Regions from separate parts of the Rattus norvegicus genome. Here region 1 is linked to region 2. The links are chromatin contacts, called in public Hi-C maps. All regions are on one chromosome and are shown on one strand. Each heading gives the region's core, a stretch centred on a gene start, on an enhancer-like site or on the middle of the called end of the contact. The rest is flanking DNA. Distances are from core to core; before and after follow the strand shown.

Region 1 (2,700 bases), core at 110-2,609, 550 kb before region 2:
TGGAAGAGCAGAGTAAAAGAAACAGTTTTAGTAAGTAAAATAATTCAAAGACATTGCATTCGTGGGCACCCTAACATTAGATAAAATACAAAAGCACTGCCAAGACTTCCCAAAGTAATTAAGTTCTAATTTACCTACACTTCATTAACATACAGTCCTATTTTACCTCATCCATCAACCTCCAATAATTTTTACTTTATAAGGTGGGGATTTGGGGAAAAAAGAAAAGGAAAAAAAATACAAGTGTATTCCGTTACTATAGCAATAGGAAATTTAGAACTTTGTAGGACCACCTTTCTTTTAGAACTAAATATACTAGGATCAAGATCAAAACACACATCTTTCATAGTCATTTTTGTTTTTTACAATAAAAAGCAAACACTAGCCTACAAAATTTAGGATATAAAAGAGCAAAAGAACCCAACATGAAGATGCACGCCAGTATTCCCAGATAACCCTAGCACTAGAGGCCAAGGAAGCAAGCCTGTCAGAAGGTCCTGCCTAGTCAGGGCTACTCAGTAAAACCCTATCCAAAATAAACAAACAAGCAGTAAAAGGGTGAGATCTCATATCTAAAAATCCAATTTGTAAAATACTTAGATATCATTCATATCTACCATCCAAACAGATGGTACCTACAGTGACTAAAGCACATTTCCAGTTTTCAATTTACCAAATTCTGCAATGTTTGCGTGCTCGTAAAAGCAAAAACAACGTTTTCCTTGACGAGAGAGAAAGAAAGCAAAATTCCACCAAAGCTCGGAAGAGCCATGCTCTACTTCTGGACTGCTACTTTTAACCTTCGCTCTCTCGGGGGCCGAATTTTCCAGATTGGTTTAGTTTTTATTTCTGGGGACAGCAGACTGGGGCGCAGAGGAGAGAAATATTGCCAACGCAGATATACGTTAAAATAATCCGGTACTACCGGAACACTAAAATGGTATGAAATAAACCGTCCCGACCGAAGAAAGTGCAACGAACAGGGCGAAGCAACGTCTCAGCTATTGTCTAAGTCAAATACTTCGTGTGAACGCCACAGAAAAGTCAAAATCTGGGAGACCTCAGGAGCTGTGCTTCCGACCCCGGGATTCACTAGATCCCCAGGGCCCTTCCTCACGCGAACAGGGCTGGAGTGTTCGCACCCACAGGCCAGAGAGAGAAGTCGCCACGAGGCCCCACCGCTCCCGTTCCTCACCTGCTCCGCGGCTGCGTCTCCTGACATGGCCTCAGAGGATTACAACGTACACACGGGCCGGCAATGGGAAGCTAGAAAGGAAAATTTTAAACTAAAAACAACCCCACCAAAACCAGTAACGCTACCCCTTGTCCCTCGGAGCCAGAGCCGCCGCAAAAATCGCCACCGCCCACTCAGATATGAATTAAAATGGCTGCGCCCCAGCCGGCTGAGGGGGTGTGAGTCGCTTCCGTATTCACTTCCGGGACAATGGGCGGGGCTGAGGCTCAACTCCCGGATTATTGGAGGTGCACAAGCGCAGAGCGATCCCAGGGGGCGGGCTCAGCGCGTGAGCTAACGTCACGGCCCGGAACTGATGACGCCGCTGTCCAGATTTCTGAGGACGGCCGGAAAGATCCAGCCGATTGGCCTGGGAGCTCCCGCGCTTCTTGGAATTTAATTACTGAGTTGCAGAGCCAGGCTCCTCCCCGTTGAAGCCTGACTGCCAATCCGCTCAGTACAGGCAAACTGACCATTTTAGGGAACAGCGTTGAGAGCTAGTGAATACCTCTCGTGTTTAGGGGATAAGGAGTCTACTAAGGCATTCTGTACACTTTCTTTTCTTGGGGGTGAGAGGAACAAATCTAGTTCGTATTAACTTTTGCTGTCACCGTTCACTACCAGACCCGGGATTTTAGTTTAGCGTCTCACTATGGTTTCTTGTCTGCAAAATTGCGGTGATAGTACGGATAGTACGAAATGTTGCTTTGTACCCAGACTTCTCACCTCACTAGAGTAACCTGGGCAATTTGCATTCTCTCTGTCTCTGTTTCCTTACCTAAAGATAAGAATAACAACAGCAGCTGAGATTTAATTAAAAAAAAAAAAAAAAAAAAAAAAAACCCTCTCTTTTGGCTTAGGCCTTAAATCACAGCACCCTGGGGACAGAGGCAGGGTGGATCTCTGTGAGTTCGAGTCCTGTAAGGCTCCAGGACGACAAGGGCCTATGAACTTTCTATTTCACCTTTTAAGCAAACAGTCGCGTGAATCACATGTACATATATTAGGAGTCACTGCAACATTTGATAATGGAGGTCTGAATATTTCAGAAGTCTTTTACAATGGAGAGTCAATTTTTTAAACTGTTGCTGATGTAACTGACTTATAAAAATATCCACAATGAGTCAGGGTGGTTCGAAGAATGGAGGTGCTTGCTGTGATGTCCTAAAAGCCTGAGTTTGATCCTACTAGCATTCGATGAGTTGACAGGATAGAACTGACTCCAGAAAGTTGTTCTTTAACCTCCACACATGCACTATGGCATGTAAACTTCTGCACTCACAAACGCATAGACATACACAAGATAAATATATAACTCTAAAGATATCCACGAAATTAAGCCCAAAAAGTGCAGAATATAAAATAGCTTATGTATGTATATATGTGTGCATCTGTGTGCGTATTCATCAAAACATCTAGAGGATGCTGTTAATGCCACAGATACAAGCAGAAAGACCACTAACCCA
Region 2 (2,700 bases), core at 187-2,686:
AGTGGAGGAGACAGCCTGACAGGCCTTAGATAATAAGCTAACGGATAAGAGCCTTAAATACTGCAGAAGTTCAAGGTCCAGTGTGTAAACACAGCTATCACAGGCTTTTAAGAAGAATGACAGCTAAATTGGTCTTTAGAAGATAACTCTGGCAGCAAGCAATCAAAGAAAGAAGGCTGTCTAAATAAGAAGTTATAGCAATAAAATATTTCAGATGAAATACATTTGAGCTGGCCAGCCTTTCCCACAGAAAAACTTTCTCTGTGTTAGTACAGGCTGAATGGGGGCGAGGGGGAGTGTGTTTTAACAGGTATGAGTAGAGGCCACAACAGAAAACCCAGAAAATACCTCTGCGACCACTTAGCTAGCCCAACCAACAGCTACCTGTAACTCCAAGAAATCTGCACCTCTTAAAGGCCCCTAAAACAGAGGACACAATCATCAAATTCCCAAGATCCAGTAATCAATCAAAAAACAAAAATATGTCTTCCCCACATGAGAGGGCCATTTTGCATCCTCTACAAATATACAGCGGAGAACAAGAAACCCAGGCCATGCTGTCAAGAATGTAAACAATTCTGACACAGGGTGAGGGTGACAAGAGAGGGGAGCACAGCAGGGACATTTGTCCCTCCATCTTAAAACAGTCCTGACTACTGGAAGAATTCTCGAATTCCTAGTGTTTATTTTTGGAGTAAACGTTTGTCATCTGGGAAACCCTGAGGTGACTGCAGTCACCTGTAAAGGCCTCACCGGAAGTCGGTGACAAAACACAAAATCCAACCACCCACCATAAAAAAAGGAAAGCTGACAGCCAAAAAAGTCGCAGACACAAATCAAAGTGCACGCTGCCCGCGATCACGATGGCATCAGAGAGTCAGAAGGTTGAAGGCCTCCTCGCGCGCGTTCTACCTGTCCATGAGGGCTCTGGTCATCCTGGACCTAGGCCCGACAGGGATGCGCGTGGGCCGAGACAGTGGCCTTTCCACAGCGCTAGACCAGGCCCCAAAGGGCCAGCGAGGGTCCGCGGGGTGCAGCACCAGAAAGCCACCTCTCTTCCGCAATCGGCCTAGCTGAGGCTTGAGGAAGAGGGCGTTAAGTTCCCGGGGGTCTAGACCTGGGCAGGAGTAAGGCCTGGATGCCCAGATCCCACCTCCGAGTCTCCTTCAGCCCTCCGGGGTGTTCTGCGGGATAACGGCCGCCCTGCAGTCACCCTGCTGCGGAGGGAGCCCTGGTCCAGTCAGCGACCCCGGCCTCTCTCTCTGCCTCCTTCCACGTTCCCACCCCTGCCGAGAGCACCGCCCCATTACTTGATTAGGTCCCTGTAGTCCACGAAGGATAAGATGAGGAGCAGAGGGTCGGTGGGTAGCGACTCCAGGGTCAGCAACCCTGTCTCGGCCTCTACGGCAGCCATCTTGCCCAGCCCGCTGCAGCCTGGCACCACCCCGGCCCCGCCCCCGCCGCCCGAACCGCTCCGCGGCTGCTTGCACAGGTTAGTTATGTAACTGTCACCCGGCCCCGCCCCCGGGATGCCCCGCCCACCCCGAGGCCTGCCCTGCGGGAGCGCTGCTGTCTTGCGCTGTCTCTGGTCATCAGCTGATCCGCATTTCCCTTCAAATCTCTTCTCCTAAGCTTAGCCAGACCCCTGCCAGTCTGTTTCCGAATCTTCTAACTCTTCTTCCACATATTTTATATCTCGCATCCTCAAAGCCTCTCCCTAAATTTCACACTAACCAACCCTACCTGGCCTTTGGGTCCCAAACCCATTGCTTCATGTCCAATCCACGATCTCTATTGTCAGCCTCAGACTCCCCTCACCATTCTCACTCCCACCTGCACTTTAGATTGCTGCTCTGAGCCTTGTCCACTTAGTAAGGAAGGAATGATGGGAAAGAGACACAGGGGAAGGCACTCCAACTTTGAAATGATAGGGAGGTTATAATTCTTCCACAGCCCACAAAGCAAAACCATCCTAAAACAACAACAACAAAAAAAATGACCTCTGGGTAAATTCCTTGTCTAAGATACCCAACAAATATTAATTGCCCAAGCCCTTGTCACCAGGCTTCTAAACCTACTCATCCCCGAGAAAGTTTCTTCCAACTTCTTAGTGCAAGAAATAATCAAATGTGATTATTTTCCATTAAGTACTATAACACTTGTGTTTAGGACAAGAAATTTGATTCATTTTTAACCTTCTGAGCACACCCCTCTTGATAAGCATAAGTTTGTATTATCTAGACACAATAGTTGGCGTGGTGGTCTTTTCCTTTTCAACCTCAAATTTATTTCTAACATCAGGACAGAGGAGGACAGGATATAGCCTGCCCCTCTGATTTAGTGCCACAGGCATGGGGACTGAACGGAGTAAGACCCCTGTAGGACGGGAAGGTGCAATTCATCAGCTTCGTAAAGACGCTATTAAGGTGAGTGTAGAGCAGGTATGATGGGCAGTGACCAAGGAGTAACTTCTCTTCTGTTGGTTCCACAGGGGCCGTGTCCTGAGAGGTGTGGGAATCCAAAAGACTCCACAAGCCAGTCACTTATTCACTTGACTGATCCAATAAGCCCCTCAGGCATGAATTCACAGCTCCTATCTTACCATGGACATGCATCTTGGCCCTGAAGCCTGGGTAGTACTGACAGGAACACAGTACTGGCTCAGCTCTTTGAAATGTGGAAGGGTCACCCCATAACATC

What was found. A called contact is a pair of places that touch in the nucleus more often than the background predicts.
Region 1: a contact with region 2 is called in a Hi-C map of liver, with 3 times the contacts expected there. The contact joins the promoter of Cstf3 here to the promoter of Fbxo3 in region 2.

The regions. Positions count from the first base shown.
Region 1 is chr3:111,419,950-111,422,649 of GRCr8, reverse strand. It overlaps Cstf3 (cleavage stimulation factor subunit 3), which reads right to left and starts at 1,359. Exons shown (of 17, transcript NM_001077672.1): 1 at 1,196-1,359. The coding sequence starts at 1,222.
Region 2 is chr3:110,870,956-110,873,655 of GRCr8, reverse strand. Fbxo3 (F-box protein 3) reads right to left here and starts at 1,436. Exons shown (of 11, transcript NM_001109606.1): 1 at 1,311-1,436. The coding sequence starts at 1,414. It overlaps LOC108350426 (a long non-coding RNA gene), which reads left to right and starts at 979. Exons shown (of 3, transcript XR_001837188.3): 1 at 979-1,492; 2 at 2,302-2,426.